2 separate regions of the Macaca mulatta genome follow, and region 1 is linked to region 2. A link is a contact called in public Hi-C data. All regions are on one chromosome and are shown on one strand. The core of a region is the stretch at or near the end of the contact, and the rest is flanking DNA. Distances in the headings are between cores, read along the strand shown. Region 1 has its middle 160 kb from the start of PKDCC. Region 2 has its middle 37 kb from the start of PKDCC.

Region 1 (5,341 bases), core at 204-2,703, 200 kb after region 2:
AGTCCATGCGGGGTGACTGGTAGACGCGTGCTAGGCAGCTGCCCAGCGCAGCTGCCCGGCACAGCTGCATACAGGGGGAGAGAGCACCCCTGGAGCAAGCACCTCTGCAGCGAGGGAAAGGCATGCTCTCAGGGGAGGAGGGAGGCAGAGGCATAATTCTAAAGGCTCTTTTGTGGTTTCTGAAGGCCCCTCTCCCCTCCCCTTTGTTTTTTGCATCTGTCATTATGCTGTGCAAACCACAGCCAGGCCTCTTGACAGCACCAATATCTGCTTTCCTGAACACTCGGAAGGTAATGTGGCTATAAAATTGACAAGTTAGATAAATACCAGTACAAAGGGGAGACTGTGTGTAGCTTTGTGCAGCCTTCTGACTGGTCTCCCAACCCGACCCGGAGAAATCCTCTGTCTGCCTCCCTCCGGTCACCCCCAGCCTTGTCCATTCCATCTGGGCTCCTTCTGACGGACTCCCCAGGAGCTCACATTTGCTCGGCCTCTGTGTCTAATTTGTCACTTTGACAACGTGAAAGGTCTTTTATTTCTTCCCAGGTCAAATATGTTTCATTTCATTAAAAAAAAAAAAATTTTTTTTTTTAAGCTTTTTTTTTTTTTTGGCCGGGCCACACACTTGCTGTCCTGGCTGTGCTGCCACAATTTTCCCGGAGGAGGCCCCAAAGCCCACACTCCTCAGATCGCTGCTAGGGCAACTGAGGGCCTACTCCTGTGGTGACTGTGTTGCCCCGATCCTCAGTGGAGGCCATGTGGGCAGCATGGTCATGGAAGGAAGGCAGCTTATGAACTCTACATTCGGGCACTTCAGAAATGGAGCTGGGCGGGGTGGGTTGGGGGATGGGAGGAGGAGGGATGGGGCAGGAACATTAGTCAGGATTCACCACCAAAGTGTTGGAATCTGGCTGTCCAAAAGCCCAGAGCTAAAACTTACTTGGTTTTAGTCCTGTTGTTAATGAATGGAGGGTGTCAGCAAACCTCACTCAGTGTTAGCCCAGTCTCCTGAGGGGGTGAGGAGAACCTGGAAGCCAAATCCCCACCAAGAAGTTCTGTCAGGAAGCAGGGAACTTAGACCTCACCAGATGCCTGTGGAGTGACAAGAGATCACATTCACCACCGACAGCCTCCAGCTTATATCCTAGCAGCGATCGAGGAGGTGTGGGCAAGAGATCTTTGGGGCCTCCTCTGGGAGAGACTGTGGCTTGCTGGACCCATTTTTATGTGCTGTGGCCAAAGCAGCCGACATGGATGGGGAAGGGGTATGGCAGAGGAGCAGGCACAGAGTCCGCTCATCCAGGGATTCCCAGATGAGCTGAGCCTCTCCCTAAACAGGAGTAAATGCTCTGTCCCCTTCTGCCAGGGATGTGGGGATACCCTAGGGGTAGGCCTGGCTCGTACTTCCCCTGTGAGTCCACAGCATGCAGCACGGGGCTGAGCACCCAGCGAGCAGATGGCTCTGAGGCTGGCAGTTCAAGCAGTGGGGCCTCAGAAACAGGCAGAACTGCCCGCCATTCTCCAGCTGCTACTGCCCTCCTCCGCATCTGCCAAGTGGGCATGACTGGCACCCACCTCTAGAGCTGTTGTGAACATTGAGGAGCACCACACATGACCTGGGTTTGGCATGCTTGGCATGGAGTGAGACCCGATAATGTGAGCTACCATTGTATTAATAATTTATTTTCAGTATGACTTCTTGAATGGAATGGATGAAGCAAAGGACAAGACTCAGCAGGAAGGGCTGGGCTTCTGAAACCTGATCATTTCTCATTTTAATGCTGCTCCCTCACTGTGGTCAGCCTGAGTGGGATCGGCTGGCCCAGCCTTTGTTTTACTTTTGTTGCCATCTCTCTTTGTGGTGGTTCTTTCTCTTCCTCCTCTACCTCCTCCTCTGCCTCGTAAGCAAAGGGTAAGGCACGGTTCTGAATCTTTGGTTCTGTAAAGAGGCTTGCCCATCTCTGTGCTCGATTCCACTGGAAAAATAAGAACAATTCCTATTATTTTCGGTTCCCAGACCTTGAATGTGTCAGGCTTCAGGTTCACTTCCTACATCTCTCCACGTCGCCTGGATCTGCAAGTAATTTAACCTTGTTTTCATAGAGCGCAAAGACGTTCCGCTTGTTTACACTGGAGACAAATTTTCCTCAATTGACGCAATCCTATTGATTAAATAATGACCTTCTTCCTCATTTAAAGGTAATTTCGGTTGGTATCATGACGTGGAGGAAGAAAATGAATGCCTTTTCTGTCTTGCTGTCTGAAAGGCAGGCAGTGAGGGCCGACTCCCAGAGCTCTGGACAGGACCCTCTCATTTTTCTCACCTGTTCTGGAGCTTCATCAGGCGTTGGAGTGGGGCTGGTGCTGGGACCCCTTGAGGAGGTTGGCTAAATAGGAACAGCCTTGATAAGGGAAATTAAAGAGCCAGCATTTACTTTGTAATAGATGTCAAGGCTGCGACAGAGTAGGTGCTACTTTGTTTTAAAACTTGATTTGCTTTCAAGACTTGTACGTAAATTATTTTTCAAGGTCACATCACACGATATAGTCCGGGCATGTCATCTGAGCCAAGAATTTAAAATCAAAGGGAAAGGCAATGTGCCTATCAGGAAGAATTTCAGGGAACAGCCCACACAGGAAAGACACAAAGATGGGAGCCTGGGGGTGGCCAGAGAGTTGTTGGGTACTCATGGGTAAGTCCTTTAACTTCATCTGGGTCTAGATTCCTCACTGGTAAACAGGGGTGACTGGATCAGATAACTTCTTTTTTTTTTTTTTTGAGACGGAGTTTCGCTCTTTTTGCCCAGGCTGGAGTGCAATGGCACGATCTCAGCTCACCGCAACCTCCGCTGCCCGGATTCAAGCCATTCTCCTGCCTCAGCCTCTCAAGTAGCTGGGATTACAGGCATGCGACACCACGCCTGGCTAATTTTTGTATTTTTAGTAGAGACGGGGTTTCTCCATGTTGGTCAGGCTGGTCTTGAACTCCCGACCTCAGGTGATCCACCCGCCTTGGCCTCCCAAAGTGCTGGGATTACAGGTGTGGGCCACCGCGCCCGGCCTGGATCAGATAACTTCTGAGGTACCTTCTTGGTTCCATGTTCTGTGATATGATGGAATCTGGAGACCTGGTTGTTATTTGCTTCCATTCCAGATCCGTGTGCTGTCTATTTCAATAAGGATAAAACCAGTGGATGACATTTGGAAGGACGGGACCTCTGTTCCATCGCCTTTCTGTGAGGTCAGGTCAGTGCATTCTGCGTTAGCAATGCCATTTAGGCACTAGGTATTCCCCTGTGTTCTGTAGGAGGATGCATATTTTGTAATGATCTAAAAAATTATCCTGATGCAAATACAGAGCGGCATAAATATCATGGCTGGACAGGAGCTAGATATTAATAAAAGAAAATGAGAGCTGACATTTTAAAGGTTTTTGCTCTATTAAAGGCACATCTAGGCATTCCTTCATTTTCTCTTTACCAGAGGTTGGCAAACATTTTCTATAAAGAGCCAGACAGTAAATATTTTAGGCTTTGTGGGCTATAACATCTTGGTTACAACAATTCAACTTTGCTGTAGTAGTAGAAAAGCAGTCACAGGTAACATGTAAACAAATGTGTGTGGCTATATTCCAATTAAACTTTATGACCCTGACATTTGAATGTCATATCCTTTTCTGTGTCACAAAATATTTTCTTGATTTTTTTCAATCATTTAAAATGTAAAAACCATTCTTAGCTCATAGGTCTTCACAAAAATAGATGGTGAACCAGATTTGGCCCCATAACCACAGATTGCTGACCTCTTTTCTTTATTGCAGTCCTTTATGGGAGGAACTATTTTACCGTTGAGAAAAATCAAGGCTTAAAGGGGTTAAATAACTTGCCTAGGTTTACCAGTTAGAAGCAATAGAGCTGGGAGGTAATCTAAAAGGCCAGGTTCAGGCTGGGCATGTGGCTCATGCCTGTAATACCAGCACTTTGGGAGTCCAAGGCGGGAGGATTACTTGAGGCCAGGAGTTCGAGACCAGCCTGGGCAACATAGTGAGACTCTGTTTTTATATATTTAAAAAAAAAAAAAAAGCAAGCATGGTGGTGCATATCTGTAATCCCATCTACTTGGGAGGCTGAGGTGGGAGGATCACTTGAGCCTAGGATTTTGGGGCTGCAGTGAGCCGTGATCATGCCCTTGCCCCCTCCAGCTTGGGTGACAGAGCAAGAACCTGTCTCAAAAATAAAAGAAAAGCCAGATTCAAGAGTTTAAACACCTACCCTTTAGGGATATCCAGCTAGAGTAGTAGAATGTGAAGGATTTTGCTCCCTCTGACACTGAAGAATAGTTACAAAATCTCCTTTTTCATCATTCTTACTTTTTCATGATGGTTCACATTCCAAACATTAGAGCAAGACTGGTGTCTCACAAGGCTGGGATACCTAGCTGGCTGAGAAATTACATGGGACAATAGCTCGAAAGGTGACTGAGCAGGAGAGAGAAGTGAGATGAAGGAAACGAAGAGTTAGTTCCGTGAGTACCGGGATCCAGGGAGAGGCTTGGCCACCCTTGTTTGGCCTGGGGGCTGGCCCAGCTTCTGCATCCCAAGGAGGAGACGCCACGCCTCCACTGCCTCCCATTCATGTTCTTGAAGATGATGCATCTTGGAAAGTTCTCTAATGCTTGCTTTTTTTTTTTTTTAATTTTTATTTTTTAAGACGAAGTCTCACTCTGTAGCCCAGGCTGGAATGCAGTAGCACAATCTCAGCTCACTGCAACCTCCACCTTCTGGGTTCAAATGATTCTCCTACCTCAGCCTTCTGAGTAGCTGGGACTTCAGGCATCCACCATCATACCTGGCTAATTTTTGTATTTTCAGTAGAGACAGGGTGTCACCATGTTGGTCAGGCTGGTCTCAAACTCCTGACCTCAGGTGATTTGTCCGCCTTGGCCTCCCAAAGTGCTGGGATTACAGGTGTGAGCCACCATGCTCGGCCCCCTTAATGCTTTTTAATATTTCAAGAATGGCCAGACTGTCTCCAGAGCTACATTGTCACCTTCCAGGGGTGGCCTGTGTCTTCTCCTGTCCTCTGCACACTTGGTACACGAGGCCAGGTGAGTGAGGCCTTTCAATTCTAAAACAGGGTGCTTCAGGAAGTCGTGAGCTGCCTAATTCTGGAAGTGTGTGGTGATGCTGCTGTCAGCAGATGCTGGTGTAGAGGACCACTGCGGGTGGGAGGTGAGAGTGGAGGAAGGTTTGAAGATCCTCTCCATCCATGTAATAAACATTTGCTGGGCACCTAATGCATGTTGGATCCAAAGTCAGAAGCCCCCACATATATGATTTATT
Region 2 (5,057 bases), core at 949-3,448:
AATTTTCAGTGCTAGCAGCAATACATAAGGAGTACTGATCTCCCCTAATATCTCTGGTTGTGACTAGTATCATAGCCAAAAATGTATTTTCTATTAAGTTTGGCCTAGAGCCTGTCTTTGTTTTTTTTTTTTTTTTTTTTTTTTTTTGAGACGGCATCTCACTCCATCACCCAAGCTGAAGTGTGCAGTGGCGCCATCTCAGCTCATGCAACTTCCACCTCCTAGGTTCAAACGATTCTCGTGCTTCAGCCTCCCAAGTAGCTGAGACTACAGGTGCACACCACCATGCCCAACTAATTTTTGTATTTTTATGGAATTACAGGTGTGTGCCACCATGCTTGGCTAATTTCTGTATTTAGTAGAGACAGGGTTTTGCTATGTTGGCCAGGCTGGTCTCTAACTCCTGACCTCAAGCGATCTGCCCACCTTGGCCTCCGAAAGTGCTGGGATTACAGGTGTGAGCCAGTGTGCCTGGCCCTGGACCCTGTCTTTGTGCATTGAGTTTCTATGTCATGAACTGCAACCTAACTTAGTATGTAATAAACTGAAACGTAACTACTATACTTTTTCTAACAGATAGCTGGGTTTCAGCGAGTCACAAGCAGCTGAACTTCAGCCTATCATAGGTTGCCAGCTGACCAGACCATCTCCAAATAAGGCAAATGCCAAGCTGTAATTAGTCAAGCTATGTTTTAAAGATACTTCCCTGTTCTAAGTACTCACTGCCCACATTACAAAGGGAGCTCTCTGAACCTCTTCTGGTTCTAACTGCTGCCTGATTAATGAATTGTTCTTTGCTAAAATAAGTTCTGTTAAATTTAATTTGTCAAAATTTTTTCTTTTGACAATAAGTTAAAAAAATGTGTTAGGAGTCTGGCTGGGGAGTAACCAGGCAGCTGCCATGCATCTGGGTTTGCTTAGTGAATGCAGTGTTTGTACTCAGCTGGCATGCTTCTATGACATGGCCTTGGGGCACTGCCACTGTCCCCCACCCAAGTGAAATAATGCACATAAAACATGTTCCATAAAATATAAAGACAATTTAAATATACACTCAATTTATAGAGCAGCTGTGTTCCTGTGAAGCTGTCCTTTCTTTTTTTTTTTTTTTTTTTTGAGATGGAGTCTCACTCTGTCACCCAGGCTGGAGTGCAGTGGCCAGATCTCAGCTCACTGCAAGCTCCGCCTCCCGGGTTTATGCCATTCTCCTGCCTCAGCCTCCCAAGTAGCTGGGACTACAGGCGCCCGCCAACTCGCCCGGCTAGTTTTTTTTTGTATTTTTTAGTAGAGACGGGGCTTCACCGTGTTAGCCAGGATGGTCTCGATCTCCTGACCTCGTGATCCACGTGTCTCGGCCTCCCAAAGTGCTGGGATTACAGGCTTGAGCCACCGCGCCCGGCCGAAGCTGTCTTTTCAATGTTCAGTGCTCTTGTTAAGATGTCATATGCATGTTGCTAGGTGAGGTTGTGAGGAGGGTGCTGATGCTGCCGTTTTCAGGAGAGGACACAGGATAAGGAGCTCCATGGTGAGAGATGCTCCACTGGAATGTAGACTCCTTTGAGCTGGAGTTTTATTCACTGCTGATTTCCTTGTGGCTAGAAATGTGCCTGGCACACAGTAGGAGCATAACAAATATTTGTCGAATCAGTGAAGCTGTAGTGGCTCACATTGCAAAGTAATTCATCCTTTTATATTGCGGATTAAATCTCCATTTTCTCTGTTTTATAAGCTTGATTTCAATGTTGGACTTTTAAAAAGTCTGGGCCCCATTGTCGTGTGAGCCAAGCAGTGTTTGGTTTCAAGGGAAGGACAGAGGAGAGAAAGAGGAGGAAAAGGTTAACTTCTGGGGAATGTGCTCATCTGTCAATGAGAGGATATGATATAGAAACTAGTCTTGTGTCTCCGCAATCTCCATCAGTGCCCACCATCCAGAGTGGGTCAATCCAGTTGACCAAGTAAAACCTCGGATGATGAGAAATTTCTCATATGTTAACTGTGGGATCAAAGCTTCGTTTGTGGCTCCTGCCCCCACACTGGGCTGCTACTTTTCAGGATGAGCGGTTGGGTTCAAAGTTAGGAAGGAGTGAGGGTGCACCCCTGATGAGCAGGGACCTGAGAGCTGGCTGGAGGGACTGATGAAGGGGTAGTCCAGCGCAGGGCCTGCACGGTCGCTGTTTTCTGAACTCTTGCTGCCTGACTCCCGAGGCAGTGGGAGAAGGTGGGACTGATTTCTGTGCGGCTGGGGCTGAAGGCTGGTTGACGGCCACTGGGTGGGTAGTCAGTCAGTGGAGGTTGCTAGAACTGGAGCAGATGGGAGCTTTCTCTCAGTGTATTTCTCCAATTTGGCCACCAGATGGCAACACCTCCCTTCAAATGGAACCAAAGGCTCCAGGTTTAATAACAAAACCGTTACTTCGAATCTGAGGACATTGAGCAGCCCTGCAGGATTTGGGTCTGGATTTGGGGAAGGGGCTTCACCACCTTGACGATCACGGAGCTAAGCTAGTTCTAGACCCTGTCTCCATTCTTTCCGTGAGTGATTACTGAGAGCTTCCTATGTGCCCAGTCCTGGGCTGTGTGTTGGGGTGGGGAGGAGGATGGGGTACAGTGGTGAGCAACACCCATGCCTACCTTCATGGCAACAACCCCGATAACTTTTACAGCCTAGTAAAGGAGACAGGTGTTAAGCAAATAAGTACAAAACAATGGACTCATTTCAATTGTGGGAAGTGTAATAGATGATAAATATGATACTATGAGACCATATCAACAGGAAGAATCCGATCTCATCTGAGCTGTCAGGAAAGGCTGCTCTGTTAATGAATTACCTAATGGACCCCCACTCCACACATACTTTGTTATATCTAACAACACACTCCCATTATATTCCCATTTTACGGCTGATGGACCAACCCCAAAACATCCCATTATATCCCCAACAGGCAATCCCATCATAGACTCCACTGCAGACCTTAATTAAAGACCACATGCCGTCCTTCACACCTCATTCCTGGAACTTTTAACAAATGCCTTTACAATCCTTTCCCAATCTCCTCTGCAATTCCTGTTGCAAATCCCATGGCTCGCCCCATTGGAATATCGCATTGCAAACTCTCACAGAACCCCGGTCTTATTCACCTTTGCTTTCCCAGTGCCTCCCGCTGTACGTGACAGGTCATATGTTCTTGAAAATACTTGGCAAACCAATGACAGGACCTGTCAATACCCCAGCTCACATACTCTATCTCAGGCCTGTCATGGCTCCTATGGCAGAGCCAGGGTCACAGCCCCCACGCTGGAAAGGGTCAGGTCTCTGCTGCCCTTTTTCCTGTAGGAAATTCCTGAGATGAAGATTGTGTACCTCTGGATCCTCCCTTCCCCTCATCGAGCTCATCAGGCCAGATAGGCTCCCAGAAGCTAGGTCCGGCCTGGGCAGAAGCCCATCCTGAGGTCTGACTTGGTCCATGTCAACTGCATCCCAGAATCTGTGGTCACTGTTTTACCTCCTCAGAGTGTACCAGGCTCCTGATTATGGTCCTGCCAATGGGGCCCTTAGTAAGCAGCTTCCTCTCTATCCTTCTCTGAAGGGCCAGAGAACTCAGAAGAGGAAAGCCTAGGGCAGGAAAAGACGACAAGGGCATCATCTAATTCTTTTTTTTTTTTTTTTTTTTTTGAGACAGAGTCTCACTCTGTCACACAGGCTGCAGTGCAGTGACGCAGTCTCAGCTCACTGCAACTTCTGCTTCCTGGGTTCAAAAGAATTCTCGTGTCTCAGCCTTTCGAGTAGCTGGGATTACAGGTGCCTACCACCATGCCTGGCTCATTTTTGTATTTTTAGTAGAGACAAGTTTTCACCATGTTGGCCAGGCTAGTCTCAAACTCCTGACTTCAAGTGATCTGCCTGTCTTGGCCTCCATAAGTGGGAATTCATCTAATTCAACAACCCTCTTCCTTATTCTTCCTCCCCATCTTCTTCCCCTGCCTGCTCCTTTTTATGTGGTCTTTCTTTGGGGCGTACAAAAGCACAGCCATCTTACTTAGCAGGCAAGGGTTGGAAGGAAGCACAAAGAGCAAGTCTAACTTCCTCATGTTAGAAGGGAGGAAACCGAGGCCCAGAGAGCAGAAGTCACTTGCCCACACCCAACAGAGGTCAGGACAGAGCTAGATCTCCCCACGGCGCTCTATGCAGTGTTCTTCCAGAGGCTACCCCTTCCACAGCCTCTTGTTCACATTAGCCAAGCAATGCTACTCCCATCAGAAAGGCACGTCCAATGCGAACCACTCGAGAGACTGCATTTCAAAGATTGATAGACATGGCTTTCGCATTATCTGCTGTTTCGGATTAGCTATGCCATAGCTTCATTCTTTGGGGCTGACATTGGGGGTGGGAGGGATGGAGAGTGGGGGTGGGGAGCCAATTCTGAGTCCCTCTCCACGCCCTGGGCTCCAGCCTGCGAGACTGGGCCTGAGAAGGACAGGGTGATCCATCCTATATTTTCAGTCCGTCAGGAGATTTCATTGTTTAAACAAACATTTCAGCGAGGCCATCCAGCTGGGCAGTGATTTATGGCTCTGGCTACAGTTTTTCCCCAACAAAGATAAACAATCCTGCAACTCTTGGGATTGGGGCTGGGACTCCTGGTTCTAATAACTTGGAGTCAGCTGGACCACACCAGCCATTGCCTGGTCTGGGGTTTGGTTAGGATCTGTTCACACTGGTCCTGTGGCTCAGCCACAAACCTTGGGGGACCATGTTGTGTTTGGAAGCTAGAAGCATTGCCTCCAGGGCAGAGGAGAGCAGCAGAAAGGAGAAAAATAGCTCATGGTTGGTGCTTCAGGCCCATCTCCGTCTTTCAGGAGGGCAGCAATGTTCTGCATTTTGTGCGGTAGATATTTGGTGTTTTTGGTTAACAGCATCTGTTCTTCCTTCTTTTGGTAACATTACATCAATTTCCTTTTGTGGAATTATTCCAGGTTGCACGCTGCACCCATGTGCTTACAGAGTCTACTAGAGTCTACTCAACTCTTGGATCTGGGCTCAGGCCTGACCAGTTAGA

What was found. A called contact is a pair of places that touch in the nucleus more often than the background predicts.
Region 1: a contact with region 2 is called in a Hi-C map of spermatogonia, with 4 times the contacts expected there. The contact joins two enhancer-like sites. A contact is called at or near these places in 11 of 14 Hi-C or Micro-C datasets (CD4 T cells, blood, fetal cortex germinal zone and 6 more).

Annotation. Positions count from the first base shown.
Region 1 is chr13:82,961,323-82,966,663 of T2T-MMU8v2.0, forward strand. No RefSeq gene overlaps it. Among named protein-coding and RNA genes, the nearest start is that of PKDCC, 160 kb to the left of the region's middle. Within about 2 kb of position 1,454, at least 5 of the 40 cell types and tissues checked have an H3K27ac peak or open chromatin away from gene starts, as enhancers often do.
Region 2 is chr13:82,761,578-82,766,634 of T2T-MMU8v2.0, forward strand. No RefSeq gene overlaps it. Among named protein-coding and RNA genes, the nearest start is that of PKDCC, 37 kb to the right of the region's middle. Within about 2 kb of position 2,199, at least 3 of the 40 cell types and tissues checked have an H3K27ac peak or open chromatin away from gene starts, as enhancers often do.